Linked DNA regions of Xenopus tropicalis: region 2 is linked to region 1. The links are chromatin contacts, called in public Hi-C maps. All regions are on one chromosome and are shown on one strand. Each heading gives the region's core, a stretch centred on a gene start, on an enhancer-like site or on the middle of the called end of the contact. The rest is flanking DNA. Distances are from core to core; before and after follow the strand shown. Region 1 holds the start of rai1 (retinoic acid-induced protein 1). Region 2 holds the start of rasd1 (ras related dexamethasone induced 1).

The links. A called contact is a pair of places that touch in the nucleus more often than the background predicts.
Region 2: a Hi-C map of neurula embryo shows a contact between it and region 1, with 4 times the contacts expected there. The contact joins the promoter of rasd1 here to the promoter of rai1 in region 1. A contact is called at or near these places in 4 of 5 Hi-C or Micro-C datasets (brain, gastrula embryo, liver and 1 more).

The regions. Positions count from the first base shown.
Region 1 is chr9:15,513,803-15,521,297 of UCB_Xtro_10.0, forward strand. rai1 (retinoic acid-induced protein 1) reads right to left here and starts at 4,428. Exons shown (of 5, transcript XM_004918074.4): 1 at 4,242-4,428.
Region 2 is chr9:15,696,113-15,703,607 of UCB_Xtro_10.0, forward strand. It overlaps rasd1 (ras related dexamethasone induced 1), which reads left to right and starts at 4,662. Exons shown (of 2, transcript NM_001078940.1): 1 at 4,662-4,964; 2 at 5,297-6,337. The coding sequence starts at 4,694. The coding sequence ends at 5,826.

The sequences.
Region 1 (7,495 bases), core at 3,178-5,677:
GTTGCTACCCGACTGGTATGTTACTGGCCTAGCCGGTAAAACACCTGCCAAGGCCAAGGGCGATGTTACAAATTTACCAGCAATGTAGTTGCCAGTGCTGCACCTAGGCACCAAACCTAAATACCCCCCTTCGTCATACGTGTGACATCACAAACAACGTCACTTCTGTAGAGCCCGAGACCCACTACCCCCAAACCCCCCAGCTTTGTTGCCAGATTTCCTATGGGGTCATTTTTAAAAAAAAAAAAAAGAAAAGAAAAGAAATTATAGGCACCAAAAGGCCACCCCCAAGGGTTCCATATTATAAATACTGCCCTGCCCCCAATCCACTACATAACTCGTCCCCCATTGGCCCGTGCATCATAGCTCTGCCCCTTTTGCATTACTGCCCCACCTCTTTTACATCATTGCCCGCCTCTTTTGTGCCCCACCCCCATCCGCCAGTAAGGGGGCAACAGCATCCTTACATCAGCATCACATAGTGGAAAAATACATAGGGGCAGTCAGACTGGGTTAAGAAGGAACTATGCACCATAAAGCCCTGTTATGCCCCGACAATGCCCAGTTACACCCCAACATATCCCCAGCTCCACAGCCCTCCTATCATTTGACAGCACTATAAAAATTTGCCCTAGCACAGTAACCTATAGCAACCAATTATTGACTTTTACCAGTCTGAAAAACACTAATTGGTTGCTAGTGTTACTGCACCAGGGCACCTGCCCAGTCTTTTTTTTTCTAACGAATGCTGGCAAGTTTGACAAAGAGGGTTATAGATAAACAAGTCACGTGATTAACTTGGCGCTAGTAAACAAGATGGAGTTTGTCAAAGTATTATCACAGATTTTTTTTTTACTGAATGGCAGTGACAAAGCCTGCGGTGTGGCGTTTCCCCTTACAATGAGTTTCCCACACGCTCATGATGAAAAAGAAAATGGAAAAGGCACTTTAATTTGTGCAGAGGTGCGCGGCCCACCCAATTAATGCCGCCGCAGTTACGAAGTCCCTGCTCAGAGTTACTGTGAGATTCCTGTATAGATTTCCTTTGTGTGCCTCTGGGGAATAATAAAACACGTCTAGTTCTTTTATCTGAGCCTTTCTCTCCTACTCCTGGGACCCAACGGCTCGGAGTCTATCGCCAAATGACAACTGCTCAATTCAAACAGCGAAGGATTGCATGCCTGAAGGATTCTGGGAAAAGCCTGTCACTAGCACTTCCTGGATGGGATCCAATTCACACGTCCTCCATCTTGGTTTCACTCAGGCCTCAAGTGCAGCATTGTAGTTTAGGCCAGGCCTCACCTCAGCTGAAGAAAGCTGGCCTTAATTACTACTAGGCCTATCCGCTAACACACACTGTTACATGAGACCCTCTAAGGTTTTTGCCCCCGGTCCTCCTACATCATTAGTGAGAAAAAGCCACGGGGGGAACTGTGAGAGGGTAGAAGTGGTCTATATTTAGAACATGAAATTGGTGCCAAAATTTTTAACTTGTCAGTTCGGGTATAGGACCCGTTATCCAGAATGCTCGGGACCAAGGGTATTCCGGATAAGGGGTCTTTCCGTAATTCGGATCTCCATACCTTAAGTCTACTAAAAAATCAATAAAACATTAATTAAACCCCATAGGGTTGTTTTGCATCCAATAAGGATTATTTATATCTTAGTTGGGATCAATTACAAGGTACTGTTTTATTATTACAGAGAAAAGGGAATCATTTAACCATTAAATAAACCCAATAGGATTGTTCTGCCCCCAATAAGGGGTAATTATATCTTAGTTGGGATCAAGTACAGGTACTGTTTTATTATTACAGAGAAAAGGGAATCATTTAACCATTAAATAAACCCAATAGGGCTGTTCTGCCCCCAATAAGGGGTAATTATATCTTAGTTGGGATCAAGTACAGGTACTGTTTTATTATTACAGAGAAAAGGGAATCATTTAACCATTAAATAAACCCAATAGGGCTGTTCTGCCCCCAATAAGGGGTAATTATATCTTAGTTGGGATCAAGTACAGGTACTGTTTTATTATTACAGAGAAAAGGGAATCATTTAACCATTAAATAAACCCAATAGGGCTGTTCTGCCCCAATAAGGGGTAATTATATCTTAGTTGGGATCAAGTACAGGTACTGTTTTATTATTACAGAGAAAGAAGAAATCAATTTTAAAATTCTGAATTATTTGATTAAAATGGAGCCTATGGGACATGGGCTTTCCGGAATTTGGAGCTTTCTGGTTAACAGGGTTTCCAGATAAGGGATCCCATACCTGTATCACTTTAATGCCCACCTAATGCCATTATCTGCAATGGTATCAGCCCTAAAATTCACTTTTGATGGTTTGTGGGCTTAAAATTTACCCTGTGTGCCAAGTGACAGGCGGATACCTTTAACTTTAGTACCTGGGCCCACCGGAGAACATGGCCTCTAGTCTTCCCTGCCCACAGTGATCAGAACACCTGATACCTGCCCCCACTTCCCGTGTGGTACAGCAGGGCAAAATGACTGAGGCAAGTATTGGGCAGCAGTGGTACGGGCCCAGGGCCCTGCGGGACTGGGACAGGGAACTCCTAGTACCCAGTCACATGCATTTTGACATGGTTTCTTGCCATTGGGCATGTTTGTAATAAGGAAATATACTGGTATTGTTGGATTCTTCCAGCCGAACAGCTGAATAGCTCTACCGGTGGCACTGCCATTCAAGCACAAACAACCCTATATACAGATAACATACTTGACAATCTGTCAGAGCAATCAGTGTTTTGGGCGCTGTGCCCCAAAGCACTCAAAATGGAGCCCCATAGACACTGAAGTTGCCTAACAAGGGTCACTCCTATTCTGTCTGAATGTGTCACATGTTATAACTGAATCAGTGAAAGCAAAACCCCATCTATACGGTAGATACCAGCAGCATGTACCACTTTATTGTGCTCCCCAATCTATATGGGGCCCTGGTATTCATATAGAAAGCGCTGCTGTGCAACCAGTGGCCCCATACATACACACTAACCCACAGTTACGCCCCCTTCCTACTCTTGCCTTACCATGCATGTATACAGGTGGCATCTCACTGGGGCCACTCTCCCACCCATGCCTTGATTCATATGAAATACGGTCTGAGGCCAAGACCCTCAGTTACACTGACCCCTCAGATGCTCAGATGGAGTAAAATTGTGCCTCACACACCCATTAGAGCACATATATAGTCATTATGGTTGAACGTGATGGACGTATGTCTTTTTTCAACCCAACTTACTATGTTACTATGTTACATAATAGTAGCTGGTCTATAAGGCCACCAAACAGGATGGCATTATGCCCACTGCTATATAAGGGATCTACACAAAAATCTCCCAACAGGCCCTCAGTGCCTACAAGTGTGCATATATATATATACACATATATATATATATATCATAGGTGCCCTCTACCCAAGGAAAGCTTTGTGACCAACCGCATAGAAGTATTTCATTAACTGAATGCAGTTTAGGTAGTCAGTCCTCACTGCCAGCTCTGACTCTGTAACCTCCAGCTGGTGAACAGGGAACTGTTATTGTTATTATTTCACACCATTGCACCGTTATAACCCCACCGAGAGCGCCACTGATGCCAAGGGGCTGGCACATGATGATGCAATTCTTGCCTGGTGCCAAGTCGGCACAACAATGATTTCTCAAGTGTTTGCAATGATATCACGGCGACAGTGGAAGCAATCAGTACATTAGGTTAAAAATGAGAAACAAAATATATATATATATACATTGCAGGCCTAATATTGTCACCTTGCACCCACTTCAGCCCAGCAGCAAGGACATTAAGTGTCACCTGGCACCCCCTTCAGCCGAGCAGCTAAGGGGTTAAATGCCACCTGGGCACCGCCCCTAGTTCAGCAGTTAAACTAACTGTCAACTTGCACCCCTTCACGCCAAGCAGCTAAGGGGTTAAACACCACCTGGGTACTGCCTCTATCATAAGAAGATAAGTGCCAACTTGCCCCCCCCCTCAAGCCCAGCAGTTAAGAGGTTTAAAGCCACCTTGCACCCCCTCTCAAGCCTAGCAGCTAAGAGGTTAAATGCCACTTTGCACCCCCCTTTAGTTCAGTAGCTTAGACACTAAGTGGCAGCTTGCACCCACTCAGCCCAGCAGCTAGCAGGGGTGCCAGGAATAAGAAGATTAAGGGGTCCCTACTGGTGGGCACATGATTAGTTGGTAGAACGGGTAAATCCCCCCTACCTCTCTCCAGCTGCCAGCTCCTCTGTGTCGGCTCCTTGTGGGGACAGGCAGGCACAGGCCATATGCAGGGGGGTCCCCCCTAATCCGGCTGAAGACAGGGCAATGCCAGGCTGCCAGGTGAGCTGTGCCCGCTTCCCTGCTCGCTATCGGTACAAAGACTTCCAGAGGAGGCTGCCCTGCTGTATATGGAGGGAGGGCAAGGGATGACGGCAAGGCCGGGAGCGCCCCCTAGTGGTGGATCCGAGTCAATGGACACCTAAGGGATCATTTCCTCCTCCCAGCGCTGGTTTAACCCCTGCAGCAAGCAGACTATATGGAACCCTGCAATGATAGGATGGGGGGGAGTCCAGAAGGAATAAATCCACTCACACCTGGAAGGATACCCCCCCCCCTTACACGCAGCTAATTGGGCCAAACCCAGAAACTGGGCCAGTCTCCCAAAAACCGGACCTCAGCCTCAGAGCACGACTTGATGGATTTTACCCTCCGAGTCGCTGACGTTTTTGGGCCAAACCACACGGCGCTATTTTAGGCAGGATAATAATAGCTTCTGGTTTTACCCCGCAGAGACATGGGCCTTTCCCTGTCGGAGGCATTCTGGGAATTTATATGTTCATTATATATAGTCAAATAGTGTGTGTTATACAATTACACATGTTCCCACATGCCCTACCCTGAAACCAGCAATGATAGAGGGCAGTCTGTGCTACTGTCTATGGTCAGTGTGTCTTGTCTCATAGAAACCAATGGAACCTTATTTTTAGAAGTGAACACAGACCCCACCTAACCCTGTTGCTGGTGTCCCTTGGTTTCTAAACTGTCCCAGGGAGAAACACCAGCATTGGAGAGATCTGATTGGCTTGGGAATGGCTGCCTGGGGAATGTTGGCTGGGAGAATATTACCAGCTACCCATTTAAACCCATAGCCACTTTCCAGTAAGCCCCGCCTCTTTTGGGTTGGTGGGTTACACCTCTGAAGCTACAGGAACTACTTTTGGGGAGGGGTTTGCTGTATTAGTTGCCCTTAACCCTTTCCTTTATAGTTATACTGTTAGTAGCTGTGACCTTTCCGTGCTGGGGCCCTGGGTTCAGATCCAGCCAAGGCCACACTGGCAAGGGGTTTGTGTACTTTCCCCCTGTTGTGTGGGTTTCCTCCCAAGGTTAAATAACTAAAGATAGTGAAAGGAGAAGCTCCATTTGGGCATTGCCTGTCATGTATAAATAATAAGGATAATATTCATTCTATAGAAGCTATGAAGTCGCTTCTGCCTGCGCTTTGCTGCCACCCAGAGGAGACCCTGTGCTACTGCCTGCTTTCTGGCTGGATCAGGGCTTTTTGGCTCCCCAATTATTTGGTCATTTGATCACAACTGATCTGATTCAGAAAGTCAAGGTTTTTTGGTTGCTGTGGGTTAATGCACAAATGCACAGCTCCGATTCTACATACTTCCTGCTCCTGGGCTGCTCTCTTCCCCATTGTCAGGTAAGGAACAGTCCAACAGAGAAGTCAGGTTGGGGGGCAGGAGGCAGTTCCATTGCACAGATCTCTAGGGGGAGTATAAAAGCAGATTGATAGAGCTCTACTTACTCTACACGGCTGCCAAAGTAATCATGGGGCCCATCATACTCAGCCCGGTGGCCCCACTTAATAGCCCACCGGTAACCTGTGCCTCCCTAGCATGTGGCCTTGTAATTGAGATGGGGGCCCTGTAAAAGAATGACCCCTACCCACAATGTCCTTGTCTAGAGTTGCCAGCTGGCCGCTATTTCACCAGCCTAGGGACGGGGCCAGTGTTACAAATTACAATGTAGTTGCCGGTAAATTTGTAATAACTTGCCCTCCACCCAGTGCCACCTCTGATCCCCCCCATCCCACCGCCTATCCCTCTTCCCAGCTCCCTTTCTAACCCGCTTGCTCCCTATTTCCCCTTGAATGCGACCCACTGGCATCATGCCCCGCCCCCACATACATCACAGATCCACACCATCATCACAGACCCGCCCCCTTGTGGCCAATAAGAACATTGACAAGAGGTGGCAACTCTAGCCATGTCCCTGAATCACCCTGGCCACTCCCCAATTATACCAAATCCCGCCCACCCAAACTCCTGCAAAAGCCCCACCCCTTTTGTGACATCTTCCCACTCTGCCATGGGGCCCCTGACTGCAATACCCCTATATCCCCCACCAATGGCTGGGATGCTCGTCTACAACCACAGAGATCAATGCCAACCCTTTCCACCTGGATGAAGTTCTGCCTTATCCATGGGTAGGAGAGCAGCCCAGGAGCAGGAAATACAGGGGAGTGCAGCTCTGTATCAGGGTTTGGGCTGGAGAAAAGCTTTACACCCCCAAGGGCAAGTTCCTAATAAAGGGCTAATGGCCCAGTAGTATAACGGGCCCAGGAACCATAATGCTTTGCACGTTGGCCCTATCCCAATGGTATTTTTAGCCACTGATGTCAATGGGACCCTTCCCCAGCAAGTGACTTTTATAGGAAATGTCCCCCCCCCCCGCACATTAGATATTTATATAGAAAACATATTTCCCTGTGCCTACGCTCGTCCTGGTAGCCCTGCCAGCTGTCGAGGGCAAATGGCTGTAAAGGTGTCCGGGGAGAGTCGATGAAGCAATGATGTCACAATTCTATCTATAGCCAGCGGGCTCGGGGCCTAATGGGCCGGCGAGGGGGGGGGGGGACTTGGTGACAAGACTGTGAGATCAGCAATAGCTTTGCCTTCTGCTTACAGAATTCATCCTAATGGGTTTCCAGCAGCACTGGGGGGAATGGCGGCGCTCACGGTGACTAATGTGCTCGTTTGTCAAGTGATGATGTCACAGGGGTGACCTCATGCTGGCTTTAAATTAGCTTGGCACGGTCACACGCTTTACTGCAATGATGTAATCACAATGCAGAATTCTGAGAAGAACAGGAGTGTGAATGAAAATCCAATAGAAATCCAGTACCAGTGTGCCTTCTGTGCCAGTGTGCCTTCTGTGCCAGTGTGCCTTCTGTGCCAGTGTGCCTAATGTGCCAGTGTGCCTTCTGTGCCAGTGTGCCTTCTGTGCCAGTGTGCCTAATGTGCCAGTGTGCCTTCTGTGCCAGTGTGCCTTCTGTGCCAGTGTGCCTTCTGTGCCAGTGTGCCTTCTGTGCCTTCTGTGCCAGTGTGCCTTCTGTGCATCTGTGTGGTTGCACGCCATATTTCCATAAACTGCAGTGGGCAGCATGCCATATCAATTCCTCTTGCCTCGTT
Region 2 (7,495 bases), core at 3,412-5,911, 180 kb after region 1:
GTAGGCTGAGGGTCCTGTTTACCATTGGGCAATAAACAGAGAAGGGTAAATTACTATTGCCACTGGGCAAGTGGTGTAAGAATGGGGCAACTTATGTGAAAGGTGCTGGGGGGCCACAGGGAAGAGAGTGTTTATGGGAAGGGGGGTCCATGTTTATAACCCAAGCTGCACCTCTCCTGCTGTCACTGAACTACAAATTCCAGCATTCCCTGGCAGCCTTTGTTGCGGCTCAACGACATCTAGAAGCTGCAGGTTGAGTCCCCTAATGGAAAGTATCCCCAACACTTTACCCACAATGCCTCAGCCTCAAGGCCTTTGTCCTGGTGCATTCTGGGAAATTCTCTCTCTCAACCAATCTCTCCACTTGACCTTTTATTATAAATATACGTATAAGCCGCTTTGTTATCCCACACCATTAACCATTTCAGAGCTGAAATCTCTCCAACCATGGCGGCGCCGAAGAGTAAAATATTTAACCCCATCTGCTGTCGCGCTGATTAAAGGGAAAGCGCAGCCATGAATCAATTTGCAGGCGGAAGATTCTAATCAATTTTGCAATTTGAATTCATTTTCCTTCCTCTTCCGCCTTTTTCTAATCTACCAAGCGGACAAGAAAGTTAAAGGGGAAATAAACCCAAATATACCCCCTGTTTGTATTAATGTATCTACTGTACAGCGCTGCATACATAAGTAGCACTTTATAAATAAAGATATACATACATATAGATATGCAATCTTGCCTATTAAAAGAAACTAAAGAGGTATATGCGTGGCTGTTTATATACTCTGCACTGCCAGTTCTGACTCTTGAACCAAGCAGGAGTATATACTCTGCACTGCCAGTTCTGACTCTTGAAACAAGCAGGAGAATATACTCTACACTGCCAGTTCTGACTCTTGAAACAAGCAGGAGTATATACTCTACACTGCCAGTTCTGACTCTTGAAACAAGCAGGAGAATATACTCTACACTGCCAGTTCTGACTCTTGAAACAAGCAGGAGAATATACTCTACACTGCCAGTTCTGACTCTTGAAACAAGCAGGAGAATATACTCTACACTGCCAGTTCTGACTCTTGAAACAAGCAGTAGTATATACTCTGCACTGCCAGTTCTGACTCTTGAAACAAGCAGGAATCAGCTGACTTCTGCTACATTGTTTCAGCAGTCCGGCAGTGCAGATGGCAGAACTAGGCAGAGTTTCTAGGCAGAAAGCAATTGCATTTGGAAAGGTGCATTTATGGAGGTGACATTGCCTTTAGATAACACTAGTGCCTAAGCCCCTCCCTCATTATGGGGAATTGTTCTGTGTGTCTCTGCTCCTTCTCTCCCTACTGTAGCAGTCACATTAGCAGTCACATTAGCAGTCACATCCCTGGATCTCACAAGCTACATGTCCCCAGTTCGCTGCCAGCGCTTTGCTGCTTCCCCAAAGCTCCATTCAACCTGCGCTGCCAGGCGCCCCCTAGTGGGGAAGCTTGGGATTACTCGCAGCAGCCATTCGCTCTCATTAGCAACCGCCGAGCGGGCAGTAACCATACAATCAGCATCACAATACCTGCCCGAAACTAATTAGCACCGAGCGTATCAATAATAACTTGCGCTACAATATGTATGTTTATAGGCCTTTATTCTAATGGATACAGACAGCGTTGCATTTGACAGTATGAAAGGGCAGGGTGCAAGGGTAAATAACAGAATTGGAAATGGGAGACGGAGATAAAGCCGATTCATATTAAATATTAACAGGTATTGGTGAGAGAGCTGCCCATGCCCAGCACCCAGCAGTGTTTGCACAGACTCAGCAGATAAGTAGGAGGGTAGGGATTTTATGGATGAGCCAGAACAGAAGCCATGGCCTCCCAGCTGTGCTTAAACAAACACTCTAAGCGACTGCAGTGTAGATTGCAAGCTCAGTGGGCAAGCCGTGTGGGGCTGCAGGTACAAAACACAGCGAAACCAAATGCTTCCAACAGTATCTGCAGGGGCACTGGCAGCGCTTGCACTGGCACTCACTGGGCACTAACCCGGCATGGAACCGGGCAACCTTGCCTTCCACTGGCTGATAAACATGCACAGACAGGGGCACAGAGAGGGGCACAGAGAGGGGCAAAGCCAAATGCACAGGGCACAGAGAGGGGCAAAGTCAAATGTACAGGGCACAGAGAGGGGCAAAGCCAAATGTACAGGGCACAGAGAGGGGCAAAGCCAAATGCACAGGGCACAGAGAGGGGCAAAGCCAAATGCACAGGGCACAGAGGGGGGCACAGAGATGGGCACAGAGAGGGGCAAAGCCAAATACACAGGGCACAGAGAGGGGCACAGAGAGGGGCACAGAGAGGGGCAAAGCCATAATGCACAGGGCACAGAGGGGGCAAAGCCATAATGCACAGGGCACAGAGAGGGGCAACGCCAAATACACAGGGCACAGAGAGGGGCAAAGCGAAATGCACAGGGCACAGAGAGGGGCACAGACAGGGCACAGAGAGGGGCAAAGCCAAATACACAGGGCACAGAGAGGGGCAAAGCCAAATGCACAGGGCACAGAGAGGGGCACAGACAGGGCACAGAGAGGGGCACAGACAGGGGCACAGAGAGGGGCACAGACAGGGCACAGAGAGGGGCACAGAGAGGGGCACAGACAGGGCACAGAGAGGGGCACAGACAGGGCACAGAGAGGGGCACAGACAGGGCACAGAGAGGGGCACAGACAGGGCACAGAGAGGGGCACAGAGAGGGGCACAGACAGGGCACAGAGAGGGGCACAGACAGAGCACAGAGAGGGGCACAGACAGGGCACAGAGAGGGGCACAGACAGGGCACAGACAGGGCACAATAACCGGTGCAGTAGGAGGCGCAGAAAGCAGTAGAAGTGAGTGCAAAGTACACAGCGAGTATCTGTGCGAACCCCGGAGCTGAGCCAGTAAATGGCCGATATGCGGATCCCACAGGCGCTACTGACTGGGATACAGATCAGTTCAGTTTCCCGCACGGAGAGCGCAATATGAGTAAATACAGGGCAGGGAGCCGAGAGACACTGGATCTGCCCCAGCGCTTCCCCCTGGTGCCGCCCTACTGTGTCTCAGCCTACTGACCCCCCAAGCCCAACGGTACGGACCTACTGCCCTCACTCAGTCCCTACCCGCCCGGCCGCACTGCCCCTGATATGGGTAAATACCCTGCCCGCCCGTACTCTAACACTCTGTGTGGTACTAACCCTCTGGCAATAAATATCCCGCTAACTGGCACCCACTCTCCATACACATGCCCCTGGCTGGCACTGGACTATGTGCCAGGCTGTAGTTACCTGTGGGCTAGAAGTCAGGGAGCCATTCAGCAGATATATTGTTCCCAGCATGAGATGCCCGGCTGTACCTATGTCAGGGTGCCCAGGGTATGGGGGTGAGGGTATATATATATATGTTATGCCTGCTATGGGTGAGGGCACCCTCAGTAGATATATGTGCATAGTTGCAAGCATAAGAGTACCCAGTAACAAGTGGCAGCTGAGTGCCCAGCTCTAGCTGACTGCCAGTTAAGGACGAGGGGTGCCAGTTAGTAGGTAAGTGGCAACTGTGTGAGTGCCAGTCAGTAGGTAAGTGGCAGCTGTGAGTGCCAGTCAGTAGGTAAGTGGCAGCTGTGTGAGTGCCAATCAGTAGGTAAGTGGCAGCTGTGTGAGTGCCAGTCAGTAGGTAAGTGGTAGCTGTGTGAGTGCCAGTCAGTAGGTAAGTGGCAGCTGTGTGAGTGCCAGTCAGTAGGTAAGTGGTAGCTGTGAGTGCCAGTCAGTAGGTAAGTGGCAGCTGTGAGTGCCAGTCAGTAGGTAAGTGGTAGCTGTGAGTGCCAGTCAGTAGGTAAGTGGCAGCTGTGAGTGCCAGTCAGTAGGTAAGTGGTAGCTGTGAGTGCCAGTCAGTAGGTAAGTGGTAGCTGTGAGTGCCAGTCAGTAGGTAAGTGGCAGCTGTGAGTGCCAGTCAGTAGGTAAGTGGTAGCTGTGAGTGCCAGTCAGTAGGTAAGTGGCAGCTGTGAGTGCCAGTCAGTAGGTAAGTGGTAGCTGTGAGTGCCAGTCAGTAGGTAAGTGGCAGCTGTGTGAGTGCCAGTCAGTAGGTAAGTGGCAGCTGTGAGTGCCAGTCAGTAGGTAAGTGGCAGCTGTGAGTGCCAGTCAGTAGGTAAGTGGTAGCTGTGAGTGCCAGTCAGTAGGTAAGTGGCAGCTGTGAGTGCCAGTCAGTAGGTAAGTGCAGCTGTGAGTGCCAGTCAGTAGGTAAGTGGCAGCTGTGAGTGCCAGTCAGTAGGTAAGTGGTAGCTGTGAGTGCCAGTCAGTAGGTAAGTGGCAGCTGTGAGTGCCAGTCAGTAGGTAAGTGGTAGCTGTGAGTGCCAGTCAGTAGGTAAGTGGCAGCTGTGAGTGCCAGTCAGTAGGTAAGTGGTAGCTGTGAGTGCCAGTCAGTAGGTAAGTGGCAGCTGTGAGTGCCAGTCAGTAGGTAAGTGGCAGCTCTGCTTCTCCCCAGACTCCTGTTGCTTCTGACAGTCGGACAGAGCGCAGTGTTTTGGCTGTGACGTTGCGGTGGGCGTGTCCCGGCTCCCTATATAAGCGGCTGCAGCCTGAGCTCCCGATCAGATCAACTCTCCGCTCCCATCGCTCAGTATCTAATGCTGCTCAGTCGCAGCGATTCGTTCTCTGTCAGAGGCAGACTCACCGCAATGATCAAGAAAATGTGCCCCGGGGAGACCGAGCTGAACATCCCCCCCAAGAACTGTTACCGAATGGTCATCCTGGGCTCCTCCAAGGTGGGCAAAACCTCCATCGTGTCCCGCTTCCTGAGCGGCCGATTTGAGGAGCAATACACCCCGACCATCGAGGATTTCCACCGAAAGTTCTACAGCATCCGGGGGGAGGTGTACCAGCTGGATATCTTAGATACTTCGGGCAACCACCCCTTCCCGGCCATGAGAAGGCTCTCCATCCTCACCGGTAAGTCCTCACTTGTTGGCAAGTAGTCAGAACTTTTCCTAACTGGGTTAGTGGGCAACTAGTTAACTGCTGGTAAATGCTCAGCACCTTCAGTTTCTAGCAGGGTGCCCATTGCTGTAACTATTATATTGCTTTTATTATGGGATCCCTATTCGCAGACGGGGAAACTGCCTATTATAGCGAAGGGCTCTTGGGATTATATTACTACAGAGTCGTGAGCTTCTGTCTCTGAAGCGCAAATTGAGTCCAGATCCTCTTGTTTAGTGTTAAATACAATGAAAGTAACAACGTTACGACAGCTACTAACCTGCCCTCCTTCTTCTCTCCTCCAGGTGATGTGTTTATCTTGGTCTTCAGCCTGGACAACAGGGACTCCTTTGAGGAGGTGCAGCGGCTGAAGCAGCAGATCATTGAGACCAAGTCCTGTCTCAAGAACAAAACCAAGGAGAATGTGGATGTTCCCATCGTTATCTGTGGGAATAAAGTGGACCGGGACTTCTACAGGGAGGTGCAACCTCATGAGATTGAGCAGCTGGTTGGGGAGGACAGTAAATGTTCTTACTTTGAGGTATCGGCCAAGAAGAACTCCAGCCTGGATGAGATGTTCAAGGCTCTGTTCACCATGGCCAAGCTGCCCAGTGAGATGAGCCCAGACTTGCACCGTAAAGTGTCTGTCCAATACTGCGAGATCTTGCACAAGAAGTCCCTGAAGGGCAAGAAAGTCAAGGAGGATGGGGACGCCTATGGCATTGTGGCCCCCTTTGCCCGCAGACCCAGCATCCACAGTGACTTAATGTACATTAGAGCCAAGGCCGTAGGAGGCGGCCAGAGTAAAGACAAAGAGAGGTGTGTGATCAGCTAGGGCTTGGGCAGGTCTGGCACCGGTGCCTTTATAAATATATACATAGAGAAACAGAAAAGACCGTGGCGTTTTTGAAAGAAGCCAAAGCCGAGATGGCATGACCGTTGAGGGGGTTCCACTTGCCCCTCCGTGCCTTCTGATGGTTAGTCAGGCTGCTGAGGAAAGGAGAAGCCTGATGGGGCAGACGTTGTTGGACAGTTTGGAAGTGGCCATGAAGCTGGCCAGGAGCTTTACAGTCATGTGACTGCTGGAGTGGACAATCTGTACTTTGAGAAAACTCTCTGATCTGTTGAACCTCCCGAACTGGGTGCAACTCTGGACTGAGTGTGGGGGGAGGAGGAGGGATGTTAATAACTGTATCAGGACTGAAAAGGAAAAGTGATTTGTTTACATGGTGCCATTGTGCCATCAATCAGAGTATTGGATGAGAACAAATCCAAAGTGTTTAGATACTTTGTGCTTTATTTCCAGTGTCTTTATTTTTCTACTTAATAAAAAAACATAAAATCAACTCAATGTCTGTGTCTGGCAGCTTCTTGCTCAGCAATATAACAACAAGCTGCTTCCATTGTGGCATCATAGTACCCAGTGCCTTGGGGATCCAGTGTCTGCTTTATATGCCCCCAGAGCCCATAACAAGGTTACAGATATATAGAAACATTGGGGTAACAGTCACCCCGCTATAGTTCCAGGGGTATCCAGGGCACAAATAAGCACTCACCCCAAATCCCCCCCCCTAACTGGCCTTCAGGCTGGGCCCCCTTAGCCCATAACAAGGTTACAGATATATAGAAACATTGGGGTAACAATCACCCTGCTATAGTTCCAGGGGTACCCAGGGCACAAATAAGCACTCACCCCAAATCCCCCCCTAACTGGCCTTCAGGCTGGGCCCCCTTAGCCCATAACAAGGTTACAGATATATAGAAACATTGGGGTAACAGTCACCCTGCTATAGTTCCAGAGGTACCCAGGGCACAAATAAGCACTCACCCCAAATCCCCCCCTAACTGGCCTTCAGGCTGGGCCCCCTTAGCCCATAACAAGGTTACAGATATATAGAAACATTGGGGTAACAGTCACCCCGCTATAGTTCCAGGGGTACCCAGGGCTCAAATAAGCACTCACCCCAAATCCCCCCCTAACCGGCCTTCAGGCTGGGCCCCCTTAGCCCATAACAAGGTTACAGATATATAGAAACATTGGGGTAACAGTCACCCCGCTATAGTTCCAGGGGTACCCAGGGTACAAATAAGCACTCACCCCAAATCCCCCCCTAACTGGCCTTCAGGCTGGGCCCCCTTAGCCCATAACAAGGTTACAGATATATAGAAACATTGGGGTAACAGTCACCCCGCTATAGTTCCAGGGGTACCCAGGGTACAAATAAGCACTCACCCCAAATCCCCCCCTAACTGGCCTTCAGGCTGGGCCCCCTTAGCCCATAACAAGGTTACAGATATATAGAAACATTGGGGTAACAGTCACCCTGCTATAGTTCCAGGGGTACCCAGGGCACAAATAAGCACTCACCCCAAATCCCCCCTAACTGGCCTTCAGGCTGGGCCCCCTTAGCCCATAACAAGGTTACTAACAGGTCCAGGGGTACCTTGGCAGCACATACTGGTTACCCTAGAATCCACTATTCGAGACAGAATCAGACACAGTT